2 separate regions of the Xenopus laevis genome follow, and region 1 is linked to region 2. A link is a contact called in public Hi-C data. All regions are on one chromosome and are shown on one strand. The core of a region is the stretch at or near the end of the contact, and the rest is flanking DNA. Distances in the headings are between cores, read along the strand shown. Region 1 overlaps dapk1.L (death associated protein kinase 1 L homeolog). Region 2 has its middle 9.8 kb from the start of dapk1.L.

Region 1 (5,903 bases), core at 2,095-4,594, 89 kb after region 2:
TCAAGTCCCTCTGCTTTTCAGAGAATGTGTATTAAATGTCTGCCATCCCAATTACTTTTTTTTATTTTGCTGTATCGCTACATAAATCACAGTAACCTCTCATACTACAACATATAATGCTTTAACTTTCCTCATAATTCTTTCATTAGTAGTCACTAAAGTATGGCGTTCAGACATACAACATTTTCCTTTTAATATAATATAAATTGATTGTGCTCAACATCTAAACTTGCACACATCATCGTAAATAAAATGAATCCCCTAAAAATGCCTTGGATTTTAAATCCCTATTTCATTGTAATGTTTCTAGGATACTAATGATCTATTTCTATTACTCACTGGCCAACTGGATTCTGAGGTGATGCACGAGCATTTGCACCAATAGAAATTTAATTTGTTTGCTCATTTTTTGTTCTTTCTCACAGCTTGGCTACTTGCAGTATTGATTCTATCCGTCTATGTTATTTAACTATGACAGATGAACAGTGTTGACACCCTCCCTTAAATTAACACAAATAAGCAGCTGAAAATGCTTCATATGCAGAATAATCTATGGCCCATGTGGTTTAATGTAAATGTAATGTATGGCAAAATACAGAAAATGGAAAACTCGTTTATGTTCTATGTAAATGTATTTACAGTACATGGCAGCACAGAGCTGATTAGTAGTAATCATCCCTGCAGCATATGCTTCTATGACAGATGAAATCTGCTTACTTTTTAAAGAAATGTGTGAATTGAAACATGAGGAGATCCCAGGGACAAATATGAAGCCATGAATCTTTACTGTTGTAGGAGCGCTGTGCCTTTCACCTAGTATCCAGTAATAGTACTTTCTTTGACTGATCAGTTGGATTCTCCTTTCCGTTTAGGATACCTACAGAAGTGTGTTCATACAGCAGCTCAGACCTTCACCAAACCCCCAACCAAGAATTAAGCTGAAGTTATTTGGACACATGGGATCGGGAAAGACCACGCTTGTAGAGTCCCTCAAATGTGGCCTGATCCGAAGTTTCTTCAGAAGACGCCGACCTCGTCTTTCATCCACTAACTCTTCCCGGTTTCCTTCTTCTCCACTAACAGCCAAGACAGGTGGTCTATTCTTGCCATCACATTTCAATAGTACTGTGACAACAATAGCCAATATGCATTCTGTTCAAGGCCGGTGTTAGCGAGCACGGTATTGCCCGCTTTGTGTATGGTTGCCATCTTTTGGAGTAGGGAAGTTTGGGGTGAGTGATGCCAGGGAGTTGGTTGTTAATGTTTAGTAGGTGGGCTTGTGACATCAGGTGACAAGACTATGATGCAGCGGTCGGTGATTGGTTGATCATCATGTCATTTGCTGCAGGTTGCATAAGGGTTGCCTGGGTCCAAACCAGACAGGTGGCAACCTTAGCTTTGCTCCAAACAATGCTTGCTGCCCTCTGCACTCTACACCATATTTTTAATGCTGTGCAAGGTGCAAAGCACAGTCTGCACAGACCACACCCCAGGCACAACACCAATGTGTGAAAAAACCTGGTAAATTATCCCTTTTGTGTATATTTCTCATGACTCTGAATTTGGTAAAGGAACAGTAAAGACTACTTTATTTTATATAAATGAACTGCTATGTAGCCATACAGGCATCCATTTAAACTGAACAGGGCAAAAAGTCATAAACTTTTAGAATACAGTTGGTTTAGTTCAGGTCAAATAGCAGATTTTGGAGTTTGTTTTGTAGTAGTTAATTAACAGATACATATATTAAATTTTTAAAAAATAACTTATTTAATGGTAATTTCTGGTTCTTTACGTGTCATAGCATGTTTTTGTGCATATTTGAGTGCCACTTGCTGGTGCTGTTTATGCTACTAATGAGGGAGCTTTATTGCTGGTCTGCCATTCCATCAGTTAAAACCAACTGGGCAATAATCATAGGCATGTGACTGATCCGCCTACAGTCTATAGATTATCTTCATATCTACTGAAGATCATTTAAACATAAAGTACAGTTAAATACATTTGTTTTGCCATTATAATATCTTAATGGTGAGCTCAAGGCATTGTCTTAGGAAAGAAAGTGTAATCTGTCATGTGATAAACTGTTTATGTAAACAATACATTGTAGAATTAGAGTTGCCAATTTTCAAATCTCTTCAGGTAACTGGATTCCAGATATTATATCTAATTATTATATATTTTGAAATTACTATAGAAGCCTGTTAAACATTTTACAACGTGGCTATTCCATGGATTCTAACTTGCTGTTTTCTTGTGTTTCAGTTTCAGTGAGCATCTCGGATCTCTACCCTGGTTGTGAGAATGTGAGTGTAAGAAGCCGGAGTATGATGTTTGAGCCAGGACTAACCAAAGGGGTTCTTGAAGTATTTGTTTCACCGTCGCCTCACTGTTGCACAGATGACCAGTCAACCAAGGCTATAGACATCCAGAATGCCAATCTCAATGGTATAAATGCCTTCTCTGTGTTTGATATTCTACTCAAGTCATTGGAATATTTGCAATTTAAAAACAAATGTTATTCACAAAATGTTTAATAATGTTCACAAGTATTGTGCAAAACACAAGCTACAGAAATAATAGATAATGTACAAATGTACTATATAAATGTTACAAATATAGATGAAAATACAGAAGTTCAACTGTTATTTTTATTTGTTCCTAATCAGCATTTGCATTCATGCAAAAATGGGGGTAACCAAATTGCAGTGCTTAACAAAGAAGTTCATGTATGATAGCATTCAGTTGCAGATCTCAAAGGTGTTCACTTGTATTTGTATCTAGGAACGAACCAAATCCATCAATTTTGGACTGATCCCCATATTGAATCCTCATTGGCCAAACATCAAACCAAATCAAAGGAACAAAGGAACAGTAACACTAAAAAATTTTGTATTAAAAATCCATTTCCCCCCCACTAATAATAGGTCTACCCTGCATAAAGTTTATTAAAATCAATGCTTTATTAAAAAAATACTGTTCGAAAACACTACTTCCTGTGTACTGCAAAACGGCGATGGGGCGACTCATTCTGCAGCTCTGCATCTTCCCCCTAACCCGACTTCTGCCAAAACCGGAAGCTAAGCGCTACAACTGTGACAGCCGCCCATTCTATTACACAGCGTACAAGCCGGATTTTGTGGGAAGTGGCAGCGATCCCATTTTTTCCCCCTGCTTACCTTGTAGTGGCAGGACTGTGGAACACTGAGCGCTGCCCCAGTGCTGACAAGGTGATGACAAGCCCATGGTACCTGAGGAAAATAAGAAGTCGGCACCTTGGCCCGAGCCCAGAGTCCGCAGCAATTTCTACCCCAGCACCGACAAGAGCCCTCAAAGCCACTGGCAGCAGAGACGAAGGTCCCGGTGAACCTAAAGTCGTGGAGGAACAGAGCCTCACGCATCAGGAGAAAAAAGCAGAACCAGAGCCAGCCATTGCCACACCACACAACCGCCACAACCTCGCAAAGCCAGCGCACACATGACACTTCAACATCATCCAGAGAGAATGCAGGGACTCACAGCCGCGATCCAGCCTCCATGTGCGGTCTGCCTCCGTTTTACTGCCTGGTGAGCGACTTTCCTCCAGCATGTTGGGCAGCTGAGGATGTTGAAGTGTCGCGAACAGTGGCTCTGCAGGTTGTGCACATGTACAGTAACATGGCAACCAACCAAATGCTTGCTTTCATTATCTAAGCTGCAGCTGCCTTTAAAAAGCCAGTCTGAAGGTGCTCCTACTTGCACCTTATGAATGACATGCAAGTAAGGGGCATACATGCAGACAACAGGCTTGCAACATGCACACCCCATCAGTTGTTGGTGCACAATTGACGCTGACAGTAGAAAATCTCCTGTCCATATTGCCCCGTCTTTTTTACATCGCACACCCCCCCACACACACACGCACACAGAAAGAGAGACAGAAATATGATATCTGGCATGTTCTTTCCTTTTAGGTGTTGGAGATTTCAGTGTGTGGGAATTTTCTGGAAACCCTACGTATTATTGCAGTTATGATTATTTTGCTGCCAATGATCCCACATCAATTCACATTGTGGTTTTTAGCCTTGAAGAGCCCTATGAAATTCAACTTAATCAAGTAATATTCTGGCTCAACTTCCTAAAGTCACTTGTTCCTGTGGAGGAACCAATAGGTAGGTTTTTTTTCACTTCTTGTTTATTTGTAGGATTTTCATGTAAATGTACAATGCAGAAGTCATTTCTTTTTTAAACTAGCTTATATGAAACAAATCAGACCACTGTTAATCAAACCTCTGATGCTGAGTGACTGCAGTATGGCCATATTAACTCTGGATACAGTGAATTCTGCTTATTAAACTGAAGGACTCTCTGCTCTTGAGAGCCACTAATGCTATTTGCACAGGCAGCACCTCTTATAATTCCTATCTCGTTCTCTCTGACGGAACACTCAATCAAGTGCAGACTGTGCTGTGAAACCTTTTCATGAACTCTTTCTGGTGATCTGCAGAAAATGTAATAGATTGAAGATGGATGGATCTGTAAAAGGATCTGTCTTAAGGAAAGGGTACTTCTAGGAGATGTTATTGAATTCATAGTCATGTTTTCAAATCCTAACATACAATTTACATCTGATAAACCACTTGGAGTTGAGGAGAATCAGGATGGTAATACTGAGCACAAGTTGGAAGGGGACTAAAGTCTAAGGGATGCATAATGTACCATCTCATTATGAAACGAGGATATGATTCACAAACACGGTGATGAACAAGATAACTAGTTCTCGTTTGTTAAATAACAAATAGTAATTATAAACAAAGACTTGTATTCTGAGAGAGTTGTGACTACAATTGATGCACTTAAAGTTATACTAAATGATTTACTTTTCCACAATAGAAATTGCTGCTGCACATGCCACAAAGATGTGCCTTTGGTACAGTTTTAGATTTCCTATACAATACCTGTACTTGCCATTTCACAAAGAAACCTTGATACAGTAGAATTAATATACTGCCATGGTAGGTCACTTGAAGGATAAAGAATATTTTTTCCATTGCTAAGCCTGATTTTCTGGCACATTAGATCACTTCCCCAGTGAAGTCAGGTTTTGAATAGGCCTATGCTAATGTCACACCTAGCAGTTCCTCTGTGGAGAAAAGCCTTTAGGTTTAATAGCAACTGCTTGTCACCGCTCAAGTAGACAATTTTTCAACCTGAAAATACACATTTGGGTATTTTTAGGCTGAAACCCACCAGTTACCCTGAGCAATGGCTAATCCTGCATTCATAATGCATGCATTTATCTCTACAATTTTGTGACAAGGAGAAGCAAAGCGCTCAAGTAGACAATTTTTCAACCTGAAAATACACATTTGGGTATTTTTAGACTGAAACCCACCAGTTACCCATAGCAATGGCTTAATGCATGCATTTATCTCTACAATTTTGTGACAAGGAGAAGCAAAGCGCTCAAGTAGACAATTTTTCAACCTGAAAATACACATTTGGGTATTTTTAGACTGAAACCCACCAGTTACCCATAGCAATGGCTTAATGCATGCATTTATCTCTACAATTTTTGACAAGGAGAAGCAAATTCCCGTGTTACCAATACTGTTCCTGGTTTTCTGGTGTAATGGAGTAGCTAGCCTATACCTCTGCAGCTCCCAGTGTACATGCAGGGCCTAACCTGACCAGAATACAGTGAGGCCTTTGATTAGAAAAGCCTCCTGCATCAATTGCAGTATTATAAACTGGAAGTCATGGTTAATATGATAGTACCCAAATCTATCTCACACCTTTCCTTCTCGGTCATATCTCAAAGTGGCCAACCAACCACCTCTCAGCAATATTAGATGTCCACACAAAAGTCAATATGGATAAAAAGCAAGAAAGGTTTATTAATCCGGTATTAATAAACCTTTTTT
Region 2 (5,413 bases), core at 1,314-3,813:
TTTTACAAAATCAGCATACGGTAAGTGCTTAGGAACAGTTCAGTGCAAATAGATAGGCTGTGCAAAAAAATAAATGTTTCTAATATAGGTAGTTTGCCATAAATGTAATGTATAAAGGCTGGAGTGACTGGATGTCTAACATAATAGCCAGAACACAACTTTGTGCTTTTCAGCTCTATAACTCTGAGTTAGTCAGCGAATTTAAGGGGGGCCACATGGTACATAACTGTTCAGTGAGTTTGCAATTGATTCTCAGCATTCAGCTCACATTCAAAAGCAAACAGTTATGACCCATGTGCCCCCCCCCTCAAGTCACTGATTGGTTACTGCCTGGTAACCAATCAGTGCAAACCAAGAGAGCTGCAAATAACTAATATTCTGGAGGTTATTTTACACATCCAGTCACTCCAGCCTTTATACATTACATTTTTAGCTAACTAACTGTACAGAAAACATGTTTTAGTTTGCACACCCTATCTACGGTATTTACTCAGTTTTTATTTTTATACAGAACAATTATTTTAAGAATTTTGTTTCATTATTAACCCCACAAGTGCTTCTTATTCAGCACTGTGAACAAAAGACTAGTCCCCACCCTCAAAAAAGTCAAAGAAAAAAACCAAGTACCCAAACTTATCACAATTTCCTATTCTGCTTACTTTTTAATTGGTTCTTTGGGAGCTGCAACATTAGGTGGCACTGCTCCTTCACGGTAGGTTTCCTCTTCTACATCCACCCTTGAATCTTTGGTATGAGACAGTTCTTATTTTAGTATTGCTGTATATTATACATTTCATTCCAGTAGCATAAATCCCTTTTAACAACGTGTATATATTTGAATTGCCCAGGACAACCTAAAAAAAAATGCTCTATATACTACCTCATGTGCTTATATCATAGTACATTGATTGTAACATTGTGCGGTGGATCCTTGGGCATATGAAAGAATAGATTATGACCAATGCTAGTGGATCTTTATCTTCTCTCCCTCTATTTTTAGGGCCTTGTCTGGCCTGCTTTTGGACATTTTTATACCTATTAGCATAGTAGTTTTCTTTCCTGCATTCCAACACAACCTCTAGCCCGACCCTGTGCTTTTTATTTTGACTAGGTCATTTGTTCAAAGCAAGGATAAAAGTACTGAGAATGTACAGTAATGTTAAAAAAAAGAACCTTTTTCTCCTTTAACTAATCATAGTAAAAATGTAAAGAAAATAAAGGCAGCCAATTCTTACTCAAGATTTATAGTATTGCTGCTGTTAATGATGTAACTGATAACAGGTAGCACATTCCAAGAGGCAATAAACTTCCTCCAGCAAAATATATCTAAACTCTAGACCTTGTAAGAGCTGATATTCTGGTTTTAAACCAGCGGCTCAGCTCTAATTAGCAGATATACTCATAACATGGGAATTGCCATTCTGCTCACAGGAAGGAGCAGGTAACAGAGACGGTTGGTCAGTTCTGCTTGGTATAGCAAATTGGTCAAGCCCTCCTAGGCCCTCAGCAAATAAAGTGTGTGCATAGCTCACTTTGTGAGAAAGACTACATTGTTCCATTGGCATACTACAGAGGCAAAGATGGAAATACACACTGAACAGAAATGGATAGACCACTTGCAGTGGGTCAAGGGCAGCAGTGTCAGAAGAATTCTGAAAGTTGTAGTTTAACACATTTGGATGGCTCCAGACCACACAACCCTAATATAGAAAAAATCCCCTGCTCTGTAAGTATGTAAGTTGATTATTCTTTTGAAAATGCATTGTAGCATTTTGTAAAATATGTGTGTACTTTTTTATTGCATATGATTATTGTTCACATTGTAGTTTTGTGAACTGAAGGTACGGTAATCTAGCAAACAGCAAAACCATATTTTCTAAACAGAGCTGTGTTGGCAGGGGGCCACACACACACCATAGGCCACACTCTTTGTAGTGGCCTGTGGAAAGAGCGTACAGAAACTCCACTGGACCAGACAGGTTTATCTATTACATGGAAAGGAACTGTAACTATAGGAAGTGTATATAATCAGGATTAAATCAGTAACACTCTATATGAGGGCTGTCTAATTTGTAGCCTCCAGAAGCTACTGTCAGATGCAACCACCAACAGCTGCACCAAGTATATTGTATATAAACACAAGAGTATTATATGTGTTACATTACATTGAAGCTACCTCTCATCCATGCAAATTTGCATAGAGAAAATGTTCTGGGATACACATGAGAATACAACATGATTGATGTAAAATGAAAAACACAAGATAAATCCTACATCCATCCTACAACCATGGTATATCTATCTATCTATCTATCTATCTATCTATCTATCTATCTATCTATCTATCTATATTATAATATAATATATTATAATATATTATTATTATTATACACATACACTGTACCTTCCTATGAAATTGTTTCAAATATACTAGATTTGCATTTGGGCCTCTAATCTCTTTATTATTAAACGTGTATGCGTGTATGCTGTAGTGTAATTCAAGCCTTCGGGTTGTACGTTTTCAAATGACACACAAGACCACCAGGGCTCTATTGTCTTCAGTTACCAGGCAAACTAATACCGTACAATACTTTTTGTGTGCCTGGCTTTACAATGCTACTGTCCCTGTTTATCTAGGCCGCATGACCTCTTCTCAAGGCTCCAGTGTAACAATGCTGAGGAAACCCTTTTCTTTTCTGGGTAGTTTGCACACTGTAATAAAATGTTGAAAAGCATGAGAATCTTGCCCATGTTACTTGGTTTTCACCTACGTAAGGAAAGTGAACACAATACCTTTTTTACATAGAGTTAAAAATATCGCAGCTGTTTCTATTTCCAGATAAGAATAAAAACCTATTGTTTTGCCCACAAGTAAGTAGGTCAAATAAAGAAAAAGCTTAGAAACACATGTACATAGAAAACACAACAAAGCAGATAAGCACCAATAGAGACAATAAGGCCATTTAAAGGACAAGTCAATGGAATGCACTATGAATCATAGTAGAGAACTTAATAAAGTCTACCATATTGGACAACTGGTAGCGGTGAATTATAATAAGTACTGACACTACAGTTGTCACCTTTTGTGGGGGAAAAAAAATTTGTACCGTATTAATAACATTGGCATCAAACACAATTTTTACCAGCCAGGCCAGATGGCAACCCAAACTAAAACAATGTGCTCCATGGGGGGAACAATGTCATGGGGACACATTCTGTTTAGATAAAAAAAATGTGGCCATGATAAGTGCAATTGAGACATCTAGGTATGTGGCTTACTTCGAGTTATTTATTTGGTTGCCTTGTGGTCAAAATTAATATACCACTAGAACAACTTTTTTTTAGTATAGTCCTTGATTAATTTGCATTTAGAAGTTAGCTTATTGTGTCAGTGAGGAGATGCTTTACATTACAACCAATGTTCTGTGGGTTTTGGCCTGCCACTTTTGTTCCCTCAAGTATCTTTAACTTAAACTGTATATAAATAAATGAAATATGGTGTCATTAAGTAAAAGGCTTTGGTTTGGAGGTTTGGATCTGTAACAGCATTAGTTTTACTATGGGTACAAAGGTGATTGGTAAATTATCTAGACTGATAATGGGAAGAGCTACCTGTGAAGCATATGATCAAATTGGAGAGCTGCTGGAACTGATGACATATATGAAAAACACTAGTGCTCATATAAGCATATACTGAAAGTACAGTTAAATGTGTTATTTTAAGGCACAGAAGAAGAGCAGGAATTTTACAGACTATTTCTTTTTTTAATAGAGAAAATTCTGCTAAATTAGTATGCACAAAGCATTCAAAGCACTGTGTGTCTACCTTATTGCAGCAAAGGAAAACAATGTTCCATTTCATTTCTCACATACCACACACCAGATACAATGTATGTTGCTTCTTGGTTCAGAAAAACAAAGATTTCAGTTATGTACAACTATGTGAGGGTTGACTGCAAAACAAAAATTAGCTTTATCATCTCACCTTAACAGGTGCCTCACTGGGTTACTGTAATAAAGTAGAGTGAGTCAAAGGGAGCCCAGTTTTGCATTTTAAAAACAAAGGCTAGTAGGGGTGGTGCTGCTGTTCAGAAATGTATCAATTAACATATCAGATTTTTACAGTTTAGAGAGTCAGCAACCACCTCCTTCCTCCCGTACTGAACTGCTCTTGGGAAACATAAGAGGGTGTAAATGAATGAAACGTTGAAACATTAAATCTGGTATACAATTTCAAAACAATCAACTGGCTATTTTAACAAATGTATCGGTTTTCTGTGTTCCAAACTTATTGGCTATAGGAATTGAGTGACTTTCCGGTACAGCCCCAGTGGGTTTCATTTATAAACACTAGGCAAATTTGCACCTAGGCAGTAACCCATGGCAACCAATCAGAAGATTTCTTTCAGTATTCAACCTGCAGCTGGCTGAAAAAAGCTAATCACTGATTGGTTGCTGTGGGTTATTGCCTGGGTGCAAATTTGCCCAGTGTTTATAAATGAGCCCCAACTGAGTAAGTATTACATACCTTCACTAGAAACAGGAAGAGATTGACTGTACTTAATGTATTACACAGTGAAAATGTCAGCCAAGGCCTATCCCTTAATACTATCTCAAGAGTCATAAAATCTAATCACGATTGTCAAGGCTCAAGTTTCCATCCTACTTCTAGAGTGACCTAACTCCCATTAGTGTGTATTTTTGTAGATAAAAAGGTGAATTCATTACATTGTGCAACAATATAGCTTATGAGATTACTTGTAAGCCACAGCATGTTGCTTGTATTTTACATGTGGCACATGAAATATGCACTGCAGCATTTACAAACATGTTCCTTGATCCATATTGTACAATGGGAAAAGTTCTGTAAATTCGTCCAGTAACAACTTTGTTCGTATCATTATATTTGTGCGTCTATTGCCAGCTTAAGACTCATATCACTGGGAGAATGATTTCCCTTTATCATTCCTCTTTTTTGGATTGCTATCATTCTGAGAATGAAGATTATCTAAAGGTCCACTGAAAATAATAGGCTGGAAAGATGTTTTCAATAAGCATATGGGGTTGTTTCTCCATCTGCATATAAACACAAGCAGAGAAACAGCCAATTTGTTCCCATTCGAACCTCCTGCTCTGACACAGCTTCGGCCTGTGTGCAGAAACACAGAGAATATCAGTGCAAAAATGAATATATACAGGCCAATGCTATGCCTGTCAATCAATCCAGAAAAAACAGATTGAAGTTGGACTATTTCTGCACTTCCTTTAAACACAGGTGAGGAAACAGTTGCATGTGGCAGTAGCCTTCAAAGAGAATGTTTTTATGCGATCAATAGAAATAACTGCTGTATCAAATCATGAATCAATTTCATTCTTTTGGAGTTGTATCATGCTTAAATTATATGTGACAAAG

What was found. A called contact is a pair of places that touch in the nucleus more often than the background predicts.
Region 1: a Hi-C map of the XTC cell line shows a contact between it and region 2, with 5 times the contacts expected there. The contact joins two enhancer-like sites. A contact is called at or near these places in 3 of 4 Hi-C or Micro-C datasets (the XL177 cell line, the XTC cell line and animal cap).

Annotation. Positions count from the first base shown.
Region 1 is chr1L:146,360,912-146,366,814 of Xenopus_laevis_v10.1, forward strand. dapk1.L (death associated protein kinase 1 L homeolog) reads left to right here. Exons shown (of 26, transcript NM_001093258.1): 20 at 873-1,092; 21 at 2,266-2,448; 22 at 3,954-4,151. Among protein-coding and RNA genes, the nearest start is that of ctsv.L, 25 kb to the right of the region's middle. Within about 2 kb of position 3,345, at least 1 of the 7 cell types and tissues checked has an H3K27ac peak or open chromatin away from gene starts, as enhancers often do.
Region 2 is chr1L:146,272,463-146,277,875 of Xenopus_laevis_v10.1, forward strand. No RefSeq gene overlaps it. Among protein-coding and RNA genes, the nearest start is that of dapk1.L, 9.8 kb to the right of the region's middle. Within about 2 kb of position 2,564, at least 1 of the 7 cell types and tissues checked has an H3K27ac peak or open chromatin away from gene starts, as enhancers often do.